3 separate regions of the Mus musculus genome follow, and all the other regions are linked to region 2. A link is a contact called in public Hi-C data. All regions are on one chromosome and are shown on one strand. The core of a region is the stretch at or near the end of the contact, and the rest is flanking DNA. Distances in the headings are between cores, read along the strand shown.

Region 1 (3,829 bases), core at 215-2,714, 64 kb after region 2:
TCACGTGCTTGACACAAATCTCAAACTGTCTTTGTGTGGTTCCATCCTGGTTCTCATCCTCTTTTTGCTTATCAACTTTTTCTTTTGCTTTAATACTGATCAAGTCAAATAAACTTGACTTACAAGGAGCTCACTGTCTCTCGTGGTTGAAAAGCCCCAGTTGGGGCACCCTGGGACTACCAGCTCCCTTCATCCTCTGTGATGTTGTCTTTGTCTTCCAGATCTTATTCAATCTTCTAAAAAATTTTTAGATTTGTCAATCGTTTGAAAATAAGTTAAGTTTGTCAGTTCTTTTTATATGCTTTCCAATTTTTTTTCAAGATTCCTTAAAACATCTCAACCTTTGGTTTTTTTATCTTTGACATTTCTTTTCTCTGCCTCAAAGGGCTGAATATATACTACATGTCATTAAAAATTAATTTTTAAGGCTTAGAGTTTCTGGGTTTTCTTTTTTGTTATTATTTACTTAGATATTTGCTTTTGAGATAGGGTCTCATTATGGAGTGCTGGCTGAGCTGGAACTTGCTATGTAGATCAGGGTGGCCTCCAACCCACAGAGGTCTACTTGCCTCTGCCTCCTGAGAGCTGGGGATTAAAAACATGTGGCACCATGGCTGGCTAAAGTTTATATGTTTTAATTTGTATAAAAATAACACAAGGTTTAAAAATGGACCTCGCTGCATTTAAGTGTTGAGTCTGGAGAGATGGCTCAGTGGTTAAGAATTCTTTCTACTCTTACAAAAATCCCAGTCCAGTTCCCAGAACCCACACAGCAACTCAGAATAGTCTGTAGCTTCCAACACCCCGTCCTTCCATCCATGGACACGTGCTCTGCGTACATACATGCAGGAAAACACTCCTACACATAAAATAAAAATAAGTAAATCTCAAGAATTAGGAGGAGGAGGATTGAGTTTAGAATATGAAACATAAACCAGGAGGTGGTGGCGCACGCCTTTAATCCCAGCACTTGGGAGGCAGAGGCAGGTGGATTTCTGAGCCTGGTCTACAGAGTGAGTTCCAGGACAGCCAGGGCTACACAGAGAAACCCTGACTTGGAAAAAAGAAAGAAAGAAAGAAAGAAAGAAAGAAAGAAAGAAAGAAAGAAAGAAAGAAAGAAAGAAAGAAAGAAAGAAAGAAAGAAAGAAAGAAAGAAAGAGAGAGAAAAGAAAAAAAGAAAAAAATGAACCATGAAACTCCAAGGCATGGTACTCTGGCACCCTGAGCCCTTTGGGCTGCAGGTGGTTGGGAGGGGCTCCCACTTGATGACTTGATGATGAAAAAATGTTATTCTGGCATGTTTTGAAACACATCTGAAACACAGTAGATACAAGAAGATCATTTTGAACTTTGTTGCTTCTTCACTTCAATTCGAAAGTCACTCTCGCTATTCTGGAAAGAAAAGTAACTTTAATCACCAAGGATGAGATACTGAGACCGTGAGAACTGGGCACAGCCCTTGTTCAGACTCTTTTAGTCCTTCCCGTGGTTCAGTGGCTTCTTCCCAACCTACTGTTCTTTGTCTAGTTCAGTATAATGGCTTTAACTGTTTCATAGGACCTTTGTCCCTTTATGAGGATGCCTACGCCGTGTGTCTCGGTTTTCTCTGCGTTGCTGTGCTCACACACCATGGCCAAAAAGCAACTTATTGCGGTTTAGGTTCCAGAGGGCTACGAGTTCTTCATGGAGGGGAAGCCATGACAGCAGGCAGCAGGCTTGGCAGCTGGAGCAGCAAGATGAGGGCACTCATTCTCCATCACAAACATGAAGCAGAGAGTGACCTGGAAGTGGCCAAAGGCTTTAAACACTCAAAGGCCACCAGCAGTGACATATTTCTTCCAGCACCATCTGAACCTCCCCAAACAGCACCACCAACTGGGAACAAGAGGTCGATACATGAGCCTCTGGGGGATGTTTTGTTCAAACCACACTCCCTGAGCCCTGAGCCCCAGGGGCTTGTGGCCATATCACAGTGCAAAATACATCTAGCCCAACTTCAAAGTCTCCCACAATGTTAACACTATTTGAAAGTCTTAAGTTCAGAGGGCTTGAAAGATAGTGAAAATATCACTGGCTGCTCTTCCAGGGGACCTGGGTTCAATTCTCAGCATCCACATAGTAGCTCACGACTGTCCGTAACTCCAATTCTAGGGAACCCAACATGTCTTCTGGCCTCCATATGCATTGCACACATGTGATACACAGACAGTTGACAAGAGAGATATAGCATATTAAAACCAATATATTAAAAGTGCATTTTCCAGTGGAGTGCATACCGTACATGGAAAAGTTTCTACAAAAATGGGCTACGAATTGTATATGATCCCTGCTTTGCAAGCCTTGTGGAGCCTTCGGGAATATCCAGATCTGTAGCCCTGGTTTCCCTGAGGCTCCAGGGGATGGAATGTAAAGAACGCATGGCCTCAGAAGGCATTTTCCCCAATGGAGTAAAGTCGCTGCAGCGGCTGCACTCACAGCCCGAGACCCCAGAGTGAGCACAAGTGATAAGAACAACTAATGCCCACCGCTGGAGCCCGCGGTGGGGCAACGCCATGGACCTCGCCTGCAGCTCTAGATAACTATGAAAACCAAGGCATGGAGAGTGAGTGTGTGCATGCGAGTGACAAAGAAGCCCATGAAATAAAGTGTGGAACGCCCTAGTTGTAAATGGCTGAATTTAGCTTAAAAACTCTGGTCTGGCACGGCAAAATCGTTCAATTCCCGAGAAAGTCGAGAAACAATCCGGGGTCTCCACGCAGATAGCAAGCCTACACCGGTGCTCAGCTCCAGAGGATCCGAAAGCAAGAAACATCGAGTCTTGGTTACCTGCATGCTGCCAGAAGCCAGACCGGAAAGGTTAGTGAGAAGTGTGCGGGCCCATTTTGCCATTTATTTGTTTATTGCTGTTTATGAATAGATAAATAAAAAGTGTTAGAACCTTTTCCACCGAGTTTCCAGGATTTGCTTTCCGCCCCATTTTATGGCAGTTCGAGGCTCCCAGTCTACAACCCCCAGTGGACTTTTGGAGGGATGTTCAAGATCCAAAGTGTAGCATCCCTGAGAGTCATATTACAGCAAGTTGTCAAGTGCCAAATGTAATGAAAATTTTGTGTCTCAGAGACCATGATTATCATGTGGGTTTTCTGGAGTGATGTTTTTTAATTGTATATTTGCTGAGATTTGCTTGTTTGTTGCTATTGTTTTGAGAAAAAGTCTTGCTACACAATCCTGGCTGGCCTCAGATTTACAATAATACTCCTGCTTCAACCTCCAGAATATTGTGTGAGAGCCAAAATCATGTTTTAAGTTTTAATTACTGTGCCTAGGAGATCCATAAAACAAAGTGTCTTTAGCCTGTAAGCCCCTCAGCCAAGAACAGATGCTTCCTACGAGACTGTGGAGGCAGTTGTCCATATAAGATAACAGGTTCCCACTTCCCCAACCAAGTTTGGTTGACCCAACTGCACTGAATATACTTGATCATATGTATCTGGGAGGTATGTAGGCAGGAAATACATCAGGCTGTATGGTTGTCCCCATTGGATAAAGGCTCATGGCCATTTTCTGGGAACCCCAGGATGGACCCGGCCAGTGTCCGTCATTTGGCCAGTATTTAATTAAAGCTTATTTCAAATTTGGCTCAAAACTGTGATAGTGGTCTTATTCTCACCTAGTGGGATTAATTTGGATTACAGATCCAGGCCATCATAGTTGGCTTTGCAACTATTTTTCAAGTAGATACAATATATACCTGTATCATGTGTCAGGCATACACGGATGTATACCAGTGTATCTTCTGCTTAACTGCTTGTTCTGTATTTCAGTTTTT
Region 2 (3,600 bases), core at 608-3,107:
GACTCCTGATGTCTTTCCTAGGTTTTTTAACTCCAAGGTTGTCTCCCTTTGTGATTTCTTTATTGTTTCTATTTCCATTTTTAGATTCCGGATGGTTTTGTTCCTTTCCTTCACCTGTTTGATTGTGTTTTCCTGTAACTCTTTAAGGGATTTTTGTGTTTCCTCTTTAGGGGCTCTAGCTGTTTACCTGTGTTCTCCTGTATTTCTTTAAGGGAGTTATTTATGTCCTTCTTAATGTCCTCTATCATCATGAGAAGTGATTTTAGATCTGAATCTTGCTTTCCCGATGTGTTGGGGTATCCAGGACTTGCTATGGTGGGAGAATTGGGTTCTGATGATGTCAAGTAACCTTGGTTTCTGTTGCTGTTCTTACACTTGCCTCCCACTATCTGGTTATTTCTAGTGCTACCTGCCCTGACTGACTGGAGCCTGTCCTTCCTGTGATCCTGGTTGTGTCAGAATTCCTCCAAGTCAAGCTGTCTCTGGGATCTTGTGATTCTGGGATCTTGCGATCCTGAGATCCTGGGTGTGTCCGAGATCCTGGGTGTGTCCGAGCTCTGGTAGTCAAGCTGCCTTTGGGACCTTGAGATCCTAGTGTGACCAAACTCCTGGGATCCTGGGATCCTCTGATCCTGGGTGAGTTAGAGTGCCTAAGAGTGGAGCTGCCACTGGCTGCTGTGGGGCTGGCTGCAGAGTTTGAGCCCAAGGACGCCAACCCAGACAGACCAGAAGGAACCCATGCCACTGGTCTGGCGGAGTTCCTGGGTGTGTCCGAGATCCTGGGTGTGTCCGAGCTCTGGTAGTCAAGCTGCCTTTGGGACCTTGAGATCCTAGTGTGACCAAACTCCTGGGATCCTGGGATCCTCTGATCCTGGGTGAGTTAGAGTGCCTAAGAGTGGAGCTGCCACTGGCTGCTGTGGGGCTGGCTGCAGAGTTTGAGCCCAAGGACGCCAACCCAGACAGACCAGAAGGAACCCATGCCACTGGTCTGGCGGAGTTCCTGGGTGCCTGGGTCCCGCTGGTCTCAGTTACTCCGGGTGTTGGGGACAGATGTTGTGTCCTCACCTCTGATCCGCCTACCTCTGATCCTCTGATCCTGGGACTTGCACACTTTTTAAAGCCAATGTAGGGAAACTGGAGCTCTCGGCTGAGATAGTCCGACACTTCGGAATTGACTGAATCTGGATTCTGAGTCCTACCCAGCTTCTCACCAGCCCGCCAAGCATGCCGCAGCCTCAGTCCATTTTAAAGATGGAACAGTAAAGAACAAGCCAATTGCGACTGTCTTGCTTAGTGCTACTCTTGTTCTGCGGGCAGATTCCAGGAAGTCTCCCTCTGACACCCCACTAGGAAGGCCCTTTGGGGTGAATCACTTACACACCTACAGTGCCTGCTTTACAATGTAAGCAAACACACAAGGCCCCTTAACAAGGACCCTGGGAGTCATGCTGCCCAGTTGGTTTAATGGGCGTGTACCTTTTTTCCAGCAGTCTTTCTGAGAACTCCAACCCGGCCGGATGCAGCATCACCCTCTTTCTCACCCCCCGCCGGAGGGGAAAGAGGAAGCGTATTCCGCATGTAGGCACTGATTAAAACACAACTTTGTACCCTAATTAGTCTGCAACACTCCACCTTCCCACTCCGCTGATAACGCCTGGCTAGGCAGCGCTGGCCGATGCTGGCCTCGCCCTGGAGAGCCCGCTGCATCCGACCAAGGGCGAGTCCTGCCGCCCCGGAGCCCAGAGTGGAATAGCAGACGTGAGTTGCTTTGTCACCGCCCTCTCCGGGACTTTGGACAAATCACTTAGCAATCCTTTCTGCCCACGCCTAGTTGTGTCTTGCGGGAGGGACAGCTGCAGAGAAGCGGGTAGCCCGGCCGGAGAGCCGCGCCAGGAAACTTCGGTCCCCAGTGCGGTGCGGGGACCCCCTGCGGGAGCACGGTGGCGAGCCCCTCTCTTCTCCCGCGTCACCTGGGGCCTCGGCGTTACCCCACTCCCTGCCGAGGGAGAGCGACTTCGGGGCAGTGCGTGTGGCCCGGAGCACCGGGGTGGCGCAGCAGCGGGGACCTTGCGCCCGGGGGTCTCAGCTCCCCGGTAGGTCGGCTTGGCCACGTAGGCAAGCGAGGGGCTTTGGGTGGCCGCGTGCGACCCCTCTCCCGCCCGCTACTTTCGCTTTCCTTCGGGGGAAACTTGCACGCCGCGGCGGGGGCGGCACGACCCGGGACTAACTGGATCTAGGCTTCTTGGCGGCGGAGCTCACGGGTCCCCCGGAGGTGGAGAGGACGGCGGGGCGACCGCAGTGAGCGTCCAGCAGATGCCGCAGCTTCGCAACCGTGAGTGGTACCCCGCGAAGTTCCCGGGGCCCGCGTGGGAGCCCTCCCGGGCTTCGGCTCCACGCGGGATTTCTCCAGAGAGTGGCGGGGACAGAGGTCCTGGGAGAATCAAGCTTCAGGTTGAGTGTGTCCCAGCCCGTGGCCTCTGCAGGGACGAGCTTCCTGCGTTTTAAGGTCAAGTTTTCCTGCCGCAGAGCCCGCCAGAAACTGTCCCCCGCTGTGAAGCGGCGGCGTCTCCCCTGAAGGCTGGGAACCGCCGGGGAATCCCAGCCCAAGGGAAGAGACTTAAGAAACCCCTTGTACGTGGGTGTGCCTCCAAGGTGAGCGCAGTGTGAGAATGAAAGCGTCGAGGTCCAGGTAGGGCTTGGAAATCCCGAGGGTTGTTCCTGTGCTGGGCAAGTGGAGGGGATGATACCAGTGTGGGGGCACATACCCCACAGCTTTTTTTTAACCTTTAAAACTTAAGAGCAATAAACAAGAAGAGTAAATGAGCTGGAATAATATTGAGTCTCTTGTATGACTGAGAGTCAGTGAAATCGCCTTTTAAAAATCTTGTACCCATAAAACATGCCCTTGTTATTTATTAAGCCTAAATCTAGCAACTAATAGTCTGTCTTGGCAGCTTTCGTTACTAGTGCCTGGAATAAGCAAGGTCTTTAAGTGAGCTACTGAGGCAAACTGTCTGTATTGCACTTTATAAGTATCCAGATCTCTGAGAAATGCTGAGCTTGAGTGTTACTGTATTAGAGAGATGGACAGAGGTGTGTGGCACAGGGAAGACCGGATAGAGAGCTAGCTCTCTTGGGAAGGTGTGCATACTCTTGCCTTTGAGAGGCCAGGTTTAGAGTCATTTGGTAAACCCTGCATATGCATATGCAATAAGGCCAGATGAAAACAGTTCCGGAATAAACTCCTCTCGCAGAAGGGGCTGGGGAGGCTGTATGTGACACTGCCTTTTCTACCCTGACCGAGGAGACACAGGTGATGTGAATGACCTGGTTCCCTGGGGCTTATCATTAGCACTACACAGTGTGAGTTCCGCTGAGTAAGCTGCAGAGATTTTCCTTAGATTTGTGCAGCAGGAACAACACCTGGAGACAATAAAATTGAGCAACCCGGAGTCCAAAAGTCAGCTGGCCAAACCAAGGTGTTGTGTGATCACAGTGAGCTGGGCCCTTGCTGAAGCTCACCTTTTATTGGGGTGCAAGTCCCTTACTAGAAAATGGAAAGTGGACTAAGGCTTAGTAGGGATGGTTTAAACTGAGGGA
Region 3 (4,165 bases), core at 96-2,595, 46 kb before region 2:
TAATTTATAATGAACCATTTCCTCTTTAAACCAGATAAACAAAGTGAAAATTTAGTAACAGTAGTACTATTCAGCTGCCAATGACTACCTGCCACACAATATACTATCAATAGCCCAAGTTCTGTTTTCATTATAGGCTCACTCAAATAATGTAATATTCTGTTTTTAACAAAGGCAACCTGGAACTGTAGAGTTGTCTCAGAGGCTAGGAGCACTTGTTGCCCTTTCAGAGGATTGGGGTTCAATTCCCAGTTCCTACATGCTGACTCACAAGCATCTATAACTCCAGTCTTGGACATCCAAAGCCTTCCTATGATCTCTGGCACCAGGCGTGAAAGTGGTGCATATAAATTATTCAGCAAAAACACTCATCTACATAAAATAGTAAAAGTGGTAAATTTAAAACTATCTTAAAATCAAACTCATCTGAAATAAATGTCAGTTTCCTTATAAAGGAAACTATATCTCAAATACAGATTTTATTATACTTAAAGCTGATGCGCATTAAGAGAGGGAGTATCTTTTATATCCCATAGTCTATGATGAAAATCTTCTGTGTTAATATTTTTTTCTTTTTCTTATAGGGTGTCCATGGAGTCATTTAAGCATGGGGCCTTGAGAGAACAACTGGCTAACCTGGCCACGAGACAAAAGAGTCTTTTAGTTGTAGCAAAGAAACAGAAAAAGATAAGACTGAAAATTCAAAACTATAAGAATGCTACAGCAGTATCTGGTGTTGGTTTAAGAAAGCTGCCATGTAACTCAGACATCAGTAGTGACAAGAAGAGCCAGGAGCCTCCTACTATGGGAGACTCAGCACATGCCCAGCCAGGCTTACTCGCTCCTGTCAGTCTGGCTTACGGAAGCATGCAAGAAATACCATTGTCTCCTGAAATAGAGAGTGAGAGCCAGAAGATTAACATTTGTTTAAATGCAGAGGCAATAAGAAGAGAAGAATTCTCTGGAAATGACATAAATTCCAAACAAAATGTCCAGGATTGTACCTTGGGTGGGTTATTAAGATCTAAACCCACAGATGACGCTGAGAAAATTGCATCATCATCCCAACCTGCTGCTCTTACTCCTCACGCAGAAAACTCACAAGCAGAAGCTACAGTCAAAGGCTGTGGATTTGATAGTTCTGCACTAACTGGCACTATAAATATTTCAGAAGATAAAAGCATATTTTCCCCAAATGGTGCCTGTCTAGCAGCTGATCCTCACAGTCAGAAGCTTTCCCGCTGTAATCCGAAAAGAAGAAACAAGAAGACAGCTTCCCAGCAACCATCTGCGGGAGCTGCAGAGCCTCTGCCGCAGGCCCCTGCTGTCTTAGACACCTACACTGTGCATCAGACACTGCCATGTCTTAGAGACTCCGCTGCTGCTGCTTCACACACAGATAGCACTCAGAGCTCTCTTTCCTCTGCGTCTGCCCATCAACATCCTACTAAAACCGTTCCACACCGCAACACAACTCCCAGAAAGAAAGCTGTGCAGCTGAAAGACTTGATATTACGTGGAAGAATTAACCCAGGAAATAACATTCTCGAATTTAAAACACAGGTATTTTTTTTTCTCTAAAGTCTTTCAGATTTTATAAGTAGTGTTGGATAGCATAGTAGAGGCATAAAGGAAATAAGATTTGGCTGTGCTTTCTGAATGGAGGGACATACCCATTAAGAAGAAAATCCACAGTCATACCCTATTCTGAATTTGCCCTGATAGAATTTACTCATAAGCACCTTTGGTTCTCAACTACAGTCAGTCAATAATATTGTAGCAGGAAGAATTTAATAGCAAAGATAGGAAATTGTTGTTATTAGTTCCAAACTAGGTTCAAGAGCTACCAGTACAGTGCTAAGACATTCCCAGGTACATGTTAATTTTTCTTCCATAGAGGCTCAGTTTAGGACCACACTTCAGTAAGAAAGTTAGGACCACACTTTCAGTAAGAAACTTAACTAAAATATAATATATGCATAAAAGTGGGTGGTAAGAAAAGATTCTAATAGATGAACATATTTAAAAGCATTTAGTTTCTTCTTACTTTTTGAAAGAGGAATTTAGCGTGAAAAAGATTACCAAGTCTTTGAATATGCTTCTTAGCTTGTAGCCTGCTCTTTGAGAATCACCCCTGCCTAACCAGAATTTCACCTAAGTGACTGTGTTTCCTGCTCTTCTCATCCCTGGACAAAGGCTTTTCCTGCTCCCGAGGCTTTCCTTACACACTAAGAACAAGTTTACTATTACGGTTCTGAGCTCATTTCTTTCAATGTTCTAGTTTGCCTGACAACCACTTTGATAAGTAAAAACTACATTATCCAGAGCACATCAATTTTTAGCAGGTTAGTTATAGTTACCCAGATTTTGACAGTTGTAGCTACTTCTCCGGATCAGCTTAATGAATCTTCAGTAGTGTTTAGTGGGGTATAATTTGTGTACAACACACTATGCATATTCAAAGCATACTATCTGACAAGCATGACATATGTACTTACCTGTGAAATTCTGTCCACAAACAATAAACTATCCATCTGCTCCTGATGCTTCTTAGAGCCTGCTTTATCTCTCTTCCTGCCTCGGACAGCTGATGCTGTGCTTTGTGCTTCTCTTTTGCATCTCTAAGAATTTGAATTGTCTCTTTAAGCCCCCACTCTTACTCTCTAGCCTCCTTCTCTCTCTCCCTTCCCCTTCTCTCTTTCTACCTTCTCTCCTTTCTCCCTGCCTTTCTACAATAAAGCTCTAAAACCATTAAAAGAAGAAAAAGAAAAAGAAATTGAATTGTGAGAATTATACTTTACATATTAATTTTTGTAAACTCTTTTCTTGTAGTCTTAATTATTTAAGATTCGCCTTTTTCATTCCCTTTTCATTTCTAGGTAGTGGTTTGTTTTACCTGATACGATAGTGTCTTAGTCAGGGTTTCTCCTGCTGTGGACAAAACACCTTGACCAAAAAGCAAGTTAGGGAGAAAAAGGTTTATTTGGCTTATACTTCCAGATCAGAGTCTGTCATTGGAAGAAGTCAAAACAAGAACTCATAGATATTTATGTTGTTTCCAGCTGTTAGCTTTTATATATAAAGCTAGTATGAATTTTCTTATGCAGGTTTTGTATGAAATAGACTTTCATTTTTCTTGGGTAAGTATCTATAAATGGAGTTACTGAATCCTAAGTTAGGTATACATTTACCCTTTAAGGAAATTGCCAAAGTTATTTATAAAATCTGATGCATGCACCAACCTTTTGTGCATGTGCGTGAGAGCTCTAGTGGCTGCACATCACCAGTGCTTAGTATGGTCAGCCCTCTAATTCTATCCTTGCTAACATATAGTGTGGCTATATTGTGTGTGCGATAGCGTGTGTGTGTGTGTGTGTGTGTGTGTGTGTGTGTGTGTGTGTGTGTGTGTACTGCTTCATCATTATGTCATTATGGTTTTAATTTGCATGTCCACAATTAACGGTGTTGAACATATTTTCTTGTGCTATTGACCATGCTTTTTTTTTTTTTTCTTGGTTTTTCCAGACAGGGTTTCTCTGTGTAGCCCTGGCTGTCCTAGAACTCACTCTGTAGACCAGGCTGGCCTCGAACTCAGAAATCTACCTGCCTCTGCCTCCCGAGTCCTGAGATTAAAGGCATGCACCACCACTGCCGGGTGGGTGACCATGCATATTTACTTTTTGGTTCAGGTATTGGTTGGTTCAGATCCGTTGCTCATTTTTCTTTTTTCCTTTTCTTTTAAATTTTATTTAATCTTTTTTTACAGTCCAGATTTTATTCCCCTCCCTCCCAGTCTACCCTCTTGACTGTTCCTCATTCAGTACCTCCCCATCCCATCCCTCATCTCCATGAGGATGGCCCCACCCCCACCCCACCCACCAGAGTTCCTCCCACTCCCTGTGGCCTCCAGTCTCTTGAGGGTTAGGTGCATCTTCTCTGACTAAGTTCAAACCCAGCAGCCCTCTGCCATATATGTGTTGGGGTCCTCATACCACCTGGTGTATGCTGCCTGGTTGGTGGTCCAGTGTTTGAGAGACCTCAGGGGTCCAGGTTAATTGAGACTGCTGGTCCTCCTACAGGGTCGCCCTACTCCTCAGATTCTTCCAGCGTTTCCCTAATTGAACCACAGAGATCAGCAGCTTCTGTCCATTGGTTAGATGTAGAT

The links. A called contact is a pair of places that touch in the nucleus more often than the background predicts.
Region 1: a Hi-C map of Sertoli cells shows a contact between it and region 2, with 3 times the contacts expected there. The contact joins the enhancer-like site here to the promoter of Gcnt4 in region 2. A contact is called at or near these places in 4 of 39 promoter capture datasets (the 3T3-L1 cell line, embryonic stem cells, liver and 1 more), 1 of 15 datasets of contacts at CTCF or cohesin (the NIH/3T3 cell line), 28 of 484 Hi-C or Micro-C datasets (the AML12 cell line, CD4 T cells, CD8 T cells and 20 more), 18 of 115 datasets of contacts at active chromatin or transcription factors (the 230-238 cell line, CD8 T cells, acute myeloid leukemia and 12 more) and 1 of 9 other capture datasets (adipose tissue).
Region 3: a contact with region 2 is called in a Hi-C map of cerebral cortex, with 1.8 times the contacts expected there. The contact joins the enhancer-like site here to the promoter of Gcnt4 in region 2. A contact is called at or near these places in 5 of 39 promoter capture datasets (the 3T3-L1 cell line, 3T3-L1-derived adipocytes, embryonic stem cells and 1 more), 10 of 484 Hi-C or Micro-C datasets (the G1E-ER4 cell line, cerebral cortex, cortical neurons and 7 more), 5 of 115 datasets of contacts at active chromatin or transcription factors (CD8 T cells and embryonic stem cells) and 3 of 9 other capture datasets (adipose tissue, liver and pancreatic islet).

Annotation. Positions count from the first base shown.
Region 1 is chr13:96,986,792-96,990,620 of GRCm38.p6, forward strand. No RefSeq gene overlaps it. Among named protein-coding and RNA genes, the nearest start is that of Gm41027, 4.9 kb to the left of the region's middle. Within about 2 kb of position 1,465, at least 4 of the 459 cell types and tissues checked have an H3K27ac peak or open chromatin away from gene starts, as enhancers often do. A contact at or near this core is called in Sertoli cells, where this site is marked.
Region 2 is chr13:96,922,856-96,926,455 of GRCm38.p6, forward strand. Gcnt4 (glucosaminyl (N-acetyl) transferase 4, core 2 (beta-1,6-N-acetylglucosaminyltransferase)) reads left to right here and starts at 1,858. Exons shown (of 3, transcript NM_001166065.2): 1 at 1,858-2,093.
Region 3 is chr13:96,877,561-96,881,725 of GRCm38.p6, forward strand. It overlaps Ankrd31 (ankyrin repeat domain 31), which reads left to right. Exons shown (of 26, transcript NM_001370928.1): 23 at 585-1,563. Among named protein-coding and RNA genes, the nearest start is that of Gcnt4, 45 kb to the right of the region's middle. Within about 2 kb of position 1,346, at least 22 of the 459 cell types and tissues checked have an H3K27ac peak or open chromatin away from gene starts, as enhancers often do. A contact at or near this core is called in cerebral cortex and cortical neurons, where this site is marked.